2 separate regions of the Oryctolagus cuniculus genome follow, and region 1 is linked to region 2. The links are chromatin contacts, called in public Hi-C maps. All regions are on one chromosome and are shown on one strand. Each heading gives the region's core, a stretch centred on a gene start, on an enhancer-like site or on the middle of the called end of the contact. The rest is flanking DNA. Distances are from core to core; before and after follow the strand shown. Region 1 overlaps RCOR1 (REST corepressor 1). Region 2 holds the start of RCOR1 (REST corepressor 1).

Region 1 (4,980 bases), core at 886-3,385, 61 kb before region 2:
GGATGATGGCCCAAACCCATGAGGGGGACCCAGAAGCAGGTCTTGGCTTCTGGTTTCAGCCTGGCTCAGCCCTGGCTGCTATGACCATTTGAGAAGTGAACCAAGAGACGCAAGACCTCTCTATTTTGCTTCCAAGCTAAGTTGAAATCTTACATTATTTATAAGGCTTATTCCCAACATACTTTGCTATTTATAATCCTTCAAATTAAAACTTATTCAAGGGACTGGCAGTGTGATGCACTGGGATAAGCTGATGCAACGCAGGCATCCCACGTGAACACCTATTTGAGTCCCAACAGCTCTGCTTCTGATCCAGCTCACTGCTTATGTTCCTAGGAGGGCAGTGCAAGATGGCCCAAGTGCTTGGGTCCCTGTACCTACATGGGAGACCCAGGGAGAGTTCCTGGTTTTCAGCCAGTGTAGTCATTTGAGGAGTGAACCAGCAAATGGAGGATCTTTCTCTTTCTCTCTCTCCCCCTCTTCCCTGTCTCCCTTGCTCTACTGCTTTTAAATAAATTAAAAAAAATTTTTAATAATAATACACTTGTTCAACCTTCTATCTTTTTTTTAAAAGGTTTATTTATGTATTTGAAAGGCAGAGTTACAGAGAGGTAGAGGTGGGGGTGCAGGGTGGGGGGGGTGGAGGAGTCTTCCACCTGCTGATTCACTCCCTAAACAGCCACAATGGCCAGAGCTGGACTGATCCGAAGCCAGCCTGCAGCCAGGAGTTTCTTCTGGTCTCCCACACAGGTATGGGGGTCCAAGGACTTGGACCATCTTTCACTGCTTTCTCAGGCCATAACAGAGAGCTACATCAAAAGTGGAACAGCCAAGATTCGAACCAGTGCCCATATGGGATGCCGACACCACAGGCAGCAGCTTTACCCACTATGTCACAGTGCCAGTCCTTAAACTTTTCTTTACAAACCTAGATTTCCCAGGTGAGGGAGTTCCACACTGCATTACAAGGTTCCGTCCACTGGAGTCACCCCCTGTTTACTTCAGAACCCACAGGTGCAACGTTTTGAGAAAGATGGAAGATAATGACACCACAGGCTGGAGTCTAAATCACTCTGACATGCCACAGTAAAGAAATATATACTTTCAAACTCTTCAAAATATTTCTTTTCTTCTTCTTTTTAAAGATTTATTTATTTTACTTGAAAGAGTTACACAGAGAGAAAGGGAGAGGCAGAGAGAGAGAGAGAGAGAGAGAGAGAGAGAGAGAGAGAGAGAGAGAGAGAGGTCCTCCATCTGCTGGTTCATTCCCCAGTTGGCCACAACTGCGCTGATCTGAAGCTAGGAGCCAGGACCTTCTTCCAGGTCTCCTCCCATGCTGGGGCAGGGACACAAGGACTTGGGCCATCTTCTACTGCTTTCCTAGGCCACAGCAGAGAGCTGGATCAGAAGTGGAGCACCCAGGTCTCGAACCAGTGCCCATATGGGATGCAGGCACTGGAGGTGGCGGCTTAACCCACTACGCACAGCACAGGCCCCTGCTCTACTTCTGATCCAGCTCCCTGCTAATGTGCCTGAGAAAGCAGCAGAGGATGGCCCACGTGCTTGGGCCTCTGCAACCACATGGGAGATCTAGAAGAAGCTCTTGGCTCCTGGCTCCAGATCAGCTCAGCTCTGGCCATTGCAGCCAACTGGGGAGTGAACCATCAGATGGAAGACCACTCTCTCTGTAACTCTTTCAAATAAATAACTCTTTAAAGATTAATCAATTAATTAATTATACAACATTAAATTAGGAAGGTGAGAAATAAAGATACTCCAAAACTTACATTTTGCCTCGGACAGGTTCTGGTTAGGTGACCACACCAACATGCCAAGATTGTCTCGTTCTTGACTGCGTCTTGCTAGCTTGGCTTGGTAGAAAGAAAAAAGAAACTTATTATAATAACAGATTAAACAAACACTAAGTGACACCACCACTCTGGTCTCTCAAGCCTCGGAATCTGATGACATGACCCGCCTTTTCCTAACTGTGGGACAGGGGCTGCAGAGTCCGCTACACCTTTTCCACCTCAGTCCTTCCTGTTGAACACAGCCTGTGTCTGAGGCAGGCGGACTCCCCGCCACTGCCTGCTAGGGGAGGTGAGGCCGGAGGCCCTGCCCAGACTCGCAACCACCAGCTGCTTGGTGTGAACTCATCATGCCCACGCTGAACACTCGCACCTTCTCAGAAAGAGAAGTTTCCTAGTGACTTGACAATCATAATCCAAAGATTACTCTACTCTGACAGCTTATTAACAAATAGAAAAAGTTTAACCTGAAAGGAAACTTCAGAATAGATTTAAATTTGTAATACTCTGTGATACAAAATAGTAGGCCCAAAGGTGTACAGGTGCCAGGTGTTGGGGGGACCATGTGACTGGATTAACTGGAGCAGCAGTAATTAACACAGCACATCAGAGACACTGAGGCGGCATCTTCTAAAACCTCAGGAGACAGGAGGCTGGGCCGTGCCCTCACACTCATCAGGCCCAAAGTCCTCCATTCCAAAGGCATCACTGCCATCTCGCTTTTCTTTAAAACACAAAACCTCCCTCGAAAACGCAGTGGACATCTTGACCTAATTCTGACACAGGAAATTCACCATCCTTTTTGTGAAACTGCCGGTTTCTAACCTTCAATGTTAGAACTTCAGCACTTTTGATAAAAATGTGGGGGACAGTTACGTCACAAATGAGAAGGTGTGAGTTACAAATTAGGCAGGATTACATGTTGAATTTACATGGTAGATAGAAGAAGGTTAGATGAGGAGGGAGGATTGTGACAAAAGACATCAGGGTAACTACGCTGGCAAAACCTTTAATGTAATTATAGCTTTTAGGAAACTGTTAGTATCATACACAATCTACAAATGAAATTAAGTCAACAAATGTGTGTAGACAGGGCCTCTAAATGGAATACAAATGCAAGCGAGTCTTCCTTGATTTCCAATAAAACTCAGAAGTCAATAAAAGGTATCACATCAGAAATGTACAATTAAAATTCTTTTTTTTTTTAAAGATTCATCAATTTATTATTTGAAAGGCAGAGTTACAGAGAGGCAGAGGCAAGGGCAGAAAGCGAGAGAGGTCCTCCATCCGCTGGTTCACTCCCCGCATGGACACAATGGCTGGAACTGGGTCAGCTGAAGCCAGGAGCCTGGAGCTTCTTTTGAGTCTATCACTTGGGTGCAGGGCCCAAGGACTTGGGCCATCTTCTGCTTTTCCAGGCCACAGCAGAGAGCTGGATGGGAAGTAGAGCAGCTGGCACCACAGGTGGCGGCCCCTAAAATTGTCTTTATTAACAGACAACACTATAATCAGTGCAGCAATCTATAGAATCTATAAAATGTTACTAGAGGGGCCACCCATGTGGCCTAGCAGGTTAAGCTCCTGCATGCAGTGTTGGCATTACATATGGGCCCCAGTTCAAGTCTCAGATGCTCCACTTCCCATCCAACTCCCTGCCGATGTGCCTGGGAAAACAGTGGAGGATGGCCCACCCAAGTGCTTGGGCCCTACACCCACATGAGAGACCTGGAAGAAGCTTCTGGCTTCTGGTTGTACATTGGCCCAGATCCAGCCACTGCAACCATTTGGGGAGTTAACCAGCATACAGAAGATTTCTCTCTCTGTTTCTCCCTCTCTGTAACTTTGCCTTTCAAATAAACGAGATAAATCTTTAAAAAAGTCAAAAAGTTTTTAGAACAATGAGCTTAGGAGCCCCACATGCTGGTACAAAGAGCTAAACATGGCTGTCGGGTTGGAGTCCCAGCTGCTTTGCTTCCAGTTCAGCTCCCTGCTAATGCACTTAGAAAGACAGCAGATGATGACCCAAGTGCTTGGGCTCCTGCCACCTATGTGGTAGACTGGGGTGAAATCCCTGACTCCTGGCTTAAGCCTGGTCCAGACTTGGCTTTTGGTCATCTGGGGAATGAACCAGTGGACAGAAGATCTCTCTCCCTCCCTGTCACTCTGCCTGCCAAATAAATAACGAAAACTTTTTACAAAGGGCACTTGAACAATTGCACCTCTGTATGCAACACTGTGAACCTACAGATCTATATTCAACCTGGTTCATGAACCTAGTTTAAGAGACAAGTTCTTAGACATGACACCAGAAGTATAATCCCTGACTTTTTTAAAAGGAACATTATAACCATTTAACATTCTTGCTCTGTGAAATTTGCTATATGGAAACACTGGAGACTGTGAGAAATACTTGCGAACCAGACAGCCAACAAAGCACTTGTATCCAAGATAAAGAACCGTCAAACTCAACAACAATAATCCAATTTTTATTAAACAGGCAAAAGATCTGATCAGTGACATAATCAAAGTAGTAACACAGATGGCACAGCACATGAAAAGATGCTCAACATCACTGGCTACTAAATAAATACAAATTTAAATCATGATGAGAAACCAATGTGTCTGAAAGAAAAGGCACAGACAGTACTGAGTCCCAACTAGGAGGAGAAACTGCAACTCTCAAACATTGCTAGTGTGAAAGCAAAAGGTTAAACTCGTTCTAGAAACATCTTGTAGTTTTTTAATACACAGGCAATTATAATTTATCAAATAGCTGAACTAGCAACCCCTGGAAACAGATCCTACAAAACTCGTATATTGTCACATAAAACCTGCACACAATTATTTACAGTAACTTTATACACAATGGTGCTTCAATGGGTAAACGGATAAGCTGTGGTATACAATCCATATACTAGAACAGGACACAGCAATTTAACAAACGCAAACAAACCACTGACACAGAAGCCAAGCTGGATCTAATCTCTGTATCTACACAGAGTGAAAGCCGGCAGTCTCCCAAAGCTACTTCACGGACGAGTCCTTAAGATGATGTTCTAGAAAAGGCACAGCTGAGAGGACGAAGAAGCCAACACTGGTGTCTGGGGTTAGGGACTGGGGACTGGGGTTAGGGACTGGTGTCTGGGGTTAGGGACTGGGGACTGGGGTTAGG
Region 2 (5,043 bases), core at 2,015-4,514:
AAACACCTGGATCCCTGCCATCCACATGGGAGACTCCAAATAACTTCCTGGCTCCTGGCTTCCACCTAGCCTAGCACTGGCTATTGCAGGCACCTGGGAGTGAACTAGCAGATCAAAGATCTCTCTCGCTCTCTCATCTGAAAAAAAATGAAAAATGAATAAAAATGGGGGGATATGGCCAGCGCCGTGGCTCACTAGGCTAATCCTCCGCCTTGCGGCGTCAGCACACCAGGTTCTAGTCCCAGTCGGGGTGTCGGATTCTGTCCCGGTTGCCCCTCTTCCAGGCCAGCTCTCTGCTGTGGCCCGGGAGTGCAGTGGAGGATGGCCCAGGTCCTTGGGCCCTGCACCCCATGGGAGACCAGGAGAAGCACCTGGCTCCTGCCATCGGATCCGCACGGTGCGCTGGCCGCAGTGGCTATTGGAGGGTGAACCAACGGCAAAGAAGACCTTTCTCTCTGTCTCTTTCTCACTGTCCACTCTGCCTGTCAAAAACAAAAAACAAACAAAAAAAAAAAAATGGGGGGATAGCTCTGATGTGCTTCACGTTCATCTGTCTATTTTCAAATTCTCGTAAACGAGGACAAAGATACACTCAACCCTCGGTCAGGGAGAAAGCAGAGTCGCACCCTCAATTCTGCATCATTCCTCCTAACTTGACTCTTTCAGAGCCTGGCTTAAGTTCAAAGATCTAAAGAATTCTGCCACGAAACAAACCTGCTGTATCACTTCTATTCCAAAATGGCAGTCTCCTCTCCCTTAGACTGTTAAGTTAAATAACGATACACATTTTAAGAAATCACTAAAACATAGTAGTTTGGCAATTTCCAGTCATTTCTAGGAATGTCCCATTGACAAGAGAGTTTGAAACTGTTTCCTACCTGTTAAGACTCCTAGGAAAGGCGGAAACACTACTACAAGACCCACAAAGTCCACACAGCAGGGCCTTCCCAAAGTCTCACTTTCTAGAAAGGGGTCTGTGGCAAGTTGATGGCAGCACCTATTCCATCAAAAAGGCAGCGGCAATTCAACATCTACCGTTTCAAAGCTGAGCACAACTCCAAAGAAGTCAGGCTCACTGCTAGCAACTCAGAGCTAGACATCAATATTTAGATGAATGTCAGAAATCTAATTCCTGCTGCCCCATCAAATATTCCCTTTTCCTCATCTCATCCAACATACTCAACTAAAGCTTTCAAATTGAATCTAACACAAATAAAAAACTGACCAGCTTACTCAACGGTTTGTGCAAGCTGATTTTTAAAAATAGCATGACGGGGAAACTTGGGGACAAGCTCTATGTTCTGTAAAGCGAAGACAGACTTGACCTACAAAATGAAGGCAGGGTCAACTGTAACCAAGACACAGTGTGCCTCCCCTGGTGGCCAGGGACGGCGTGCAGGAGTCAGGGAATGCGGGGCAAGGGGACCCTGACTTCCCCAAGACATCAGAGGGGCTTCAAAGGGGGAGACCAACCTGGCCGTAGACTGCGTAACCCCAAGAGATTCAAGTCAACAAACAAAAACTTAGAAAGCAGACTTGGGTAAAGTCACGGTTTCCAATGTCCAAGGGCCCCCCAGGGACCCCTATGGATTTCCACTTCCAAGCACACCCAGAGTTTAGCACCTTAGTAACAGCTGAAGAGCAACCGCCTTTTTCAAGGACGAAATCCTTGCAATTTCCTGCAGTTTTGTTTCCAAGGAAAAGCACTTTTTTTTTTTTTTTTTAATAATCCTGGGGTAGAACCCACACAGAGAATCTCCCGCTCCAGACCCCCAACCGGGAAGACAGTCCAGCCGCAGATTCTCTGCATCTCTGAGACGCACCCTGCGCCCTCCCGCACGGTCGCTGTGCAACACCCTTTAGAGACGCGCTCAGAAAGACAGGCCGGATCCCAGGCACTAAAATCCGACGAATTCCTTTGTCTGATTGGATTTTTTCCTGTACCACTTTAAATGTGCTTCCACACAAAACGGAGCAGAGGAAGTACACGTTCCATTCCAGGGTGCAGGCACTGCTCGTAGGTGGAACCATTTATTAGACTCCAGCTTCTGACGGCTCTCTCCTCTCAACCCCTCCCCCTCCCTTCCCCAAAAAGAGATAAAGGAAATGCACGCACATTCACAAATAGGTCCTCACACCCGACTGCCGCGCGCGAGCCTCCCTGCCCGGGCAAGCGCCCTCTGGAAAGCACTTTCACGAACGGATTCCGGGGGCCGGGGGCCGCAGGAGCTGGCAGGCAGCGGGGGGCGTCTGGCGAGCGCTGGGAGAGGGGTCTCGCGGCCCCCCAGCTCCCCGGGCGCTGCCACTGCGACGCCCGGCCCCGGAGAGGCGCGGCTCACCTGGGCGCGGGGACCCCGCTCACCTGCGCCCCGGAGCCCGGGAGCCGCCCCCACCCCACCCCCCGCCCCCCAGCTCGCAGGCGCCTCCCGTGCGCACGGGCACGTCCGCGGGCCACGCGTGTGCGTGTGCGTGCGTGTCCCCGTCCCCGCCCGCCCCCCGACGGCAGGGCAGACACACAAAAAGAAAGTTGGCGACGGGCGCCCCCCGCCCTCTCGCGCCCCGCGGGCCCCGCTCCGGGCGGCCGGCCGCTACTCACCGGGGTCGAAGTCGGGCACGGCCGCCTGGTACTGGGGTCCGACCCGCATGCCGCCGCCACCTGCGGGGAAGCAGAGAGGGCGGTGAGCGCCGGCGGCCGGCGGCCGGCGGGCGGGCGGGCGCGGGGCGGCTGCCACCTACCGTGCTCCTCGTCGCTCGACGAGCCCGAGCTGCCTTCCTCCCAGGAGTTGCTGCCGCTGTTGCCATTGGGCGCCGCGGCCGCCAAACTTTTATTCTGGCCATTATTGGGGGCGGCGGCGGCCGAGGCGGCCGCGGCGGCTGAGGCGGCCGCGGCGGCGGCGGCGGCTGAGGCGGCGGCGGCCGAGGCGGCGGCTGAGGCGGCCGCGTTGTTCCTCCCTCTGCGCTTCCCGGAGACCTCAGGGCCCTTCTCCACCATGGCCGGCATCGGCGGGGGCCGGGGCCCGGCCGAAGTGGCGGGGACCCGCGGCTCCGAGGAGCGCGGCCGGGGCGGGGGGAGGGGGCGCGGGCCGGGCGCGGGCCGGGCGGGCGCGGCGGCAGCCCCTCGGCACGAGCTGAAGCTCAGGAGGCCCAGGCGGGCGGAGTGCGGAGCCGCCTCAAGCCCCCGGCGCCGATCCGAGCGCAACTTTGGCTCTCATCGGCGGCCGCACTTGACTGGCTCCAACTACTCCGGGAGCCGCGGGCGGGGAGGGGTGGGGGCGGGGCCTGCGCGGGCCGGGGGAGGGCCGCGCGCAGCCTAACGCGGCGCGCGAGGCCCCGCCCCCGCGCGCTCCCATTGGCGCGCTCCGTGCGACGGAGACGTCGAGCGGCGGCGGGGTTGGCCGCGCGCGCCCGTCCGTCCGGGCCCCGGGGCGGGCGCACGCGGAGGGGGAGGCCCCGGGCTTCCGCTGGCCGGGTTCGGTAGACGCGTATCGCCCACTGTACGTGGTTCGAGGTTTGCAATCTCCTACGCCCCATGATCCATCTCTCCAGGCAATAGCGAGGAGTTGGCGGCCCTCCCCGCCCCCGCCCCCCGCCCGCGGCCCCCGGCCCGGCCCCGCGTGCGCCTCCCGCGGCCTCTGCCCCCGCCTGCCCCGCAGGAGCCCCCGGCCGCGCGGCCGGCCTGCAGAAGTCGGAACACGCCGAGCGGAGGACGGGCGTGCACACGAGGCGGGACTACTTTCCGCTCGCGCGGAGGACTACACCGCAGTTTGAATGGATGCATACAAAGAGGGGAAACTAATTGGGAGAAACTAATTGCGCCCCCGCCTCTCTCGCGGGGCTGGGGGTGTGCCGGGGCCGGGGGACGAGGTGCGAGGGGACAGGCCCCCGGGGGCGGCCTCCCTGCAGACGAGGGCGGCGGTGCGGCAGCCCGGGGTCCCGGGGCTGGGCGCTCCCTGGGTGGGTGGGGGGCGCCCCCGGGAGGCCCTGGGGGCCCCGCGACTCCGGGCCGCGGGGTTCCAGTCCGACCCGTCTGGGGGCCGAGCGGGGGCTTGAGGAAGTGGGCCGCGGGCCGGGGAGGGGAACAAGGAAGCTATTTGCATCCCAAGCCCCTGGACAGGGAGGAGGGTCGCTTCCTGCGGGCGGGAGCCGCTTTTCCGGACCTGCCGGCCTCCTGGCCCCGCACCCCGGCGAGGGGCGCCGAGTGAGACCCGAGGGAGCGTGTTCGGGAAACCTCTTTTCTTTTTTTTTTTTTTTCTAAGCCGGGGAGCCCCATTTTTAAGTTACTTCAGCCTGCGCTTGCTGTGGGCTCCAGCTCGCACCGGCCCAGGGTATAGCTGGCTCCGGGAGAAATCGGAGGACGTCGCCAGGGCTTCCCGTCCCAGCGCACTTCGGTCCTTCCCGAGCAGGGCTGCGACCCCACCCCACCCCCGTCGTCCGGCCCCCGGGCTCCGCTCAGGACGCCCCTGCCCCCGGAGAGCCCCACACGGCGAAGCCCCGGGCAGCGCAGGACCCACGGCTGTGTTCCTGGGGCTGGGCCGCCCGGCCCGGGCCTCTGACTCGCGGAAGGAGGCTGAGCGCCCTGCCCTGCCCCTGGACTGCGACCAGCCTCCCAGGACACGGGGGTGATGGTGACTCTCTGACGAGGGCCCAGGGGCTCCAGCCCGCAGTGGGGGCCACTTCCTGGCTGGGTTTACCACCACGTGTGCCTCACTTTTTTTATTTTCAGATTTTATTTATTTATTTGAAAGCCATAGAGAAGGAGAGAGAGATCTTCCATCTTTGGGTTCACTCCCCAGAAGGCCACAATGGCCAAGGCAGGGCTGGGCCAGGTTGAAGCCAAGAGCTTATTCCCGTCTCCCACATGAGTGCAGGGGCCGTAGGGCTTGGGCCATCTTCCACTCTTTCTCAGGCGCATTAGCAGGGAGCTGGGTTGGAAGATGAGCAGCTGGGATTTGAACAAGCACCTATGTGGGAGGCCAAAACTGCAGGCAGAGGCTTAAGGCTTAACCTTCAAAGCCAGGGCCTCAGCCCTCAGCCTCCCCCACC

What was found. Hi-C and Micro-C count contacts between places; a contact is called where the count stands out from the background.
Region 1: a contact with region 2 is called in a Hi-C map of an unstated tissue, with 1.6 times the contacts expected there. The contact joins the enhancer-like site here to the promoter of RCOR1 in region 2. A contact is called at or near these places in 2 of 6 Hi-C or Micro-C datasets (ear pinna and an unstated tissue).

Annotation. Positions count from the first base shown.
Region 1 is chr20:45,784,711-45,789,690 of mOryCun1.1, reverse strand. RCOR1 (REST corepressor 1) reads right to left here. Exons shown (of 12, transcript XM_051834874.2): 3 at 1,788-1,871. Among named protein-coding and RNA genes, the nearest start is that of RCOR1, 61 kb to the right of the region's middle. Within about 2 kb of position 2,135, at least 1 of the 8 cell types and tissues checked has an H3K27ac peak or open chromatin away from gene starts, as enhancers often do.
Region 2 is chr20:45,724,428-45,729,470 of mOryCun1.1, reverse strand. It overlaps RCOR1 (REST corepressor 1), which reads right to left and starts at 3,264. Exons shown (of 12, transcript XM_051834874.2): 1 at 2,737-3,264; 2 at 2,597-2,656. The coding sequence starts at 3,001.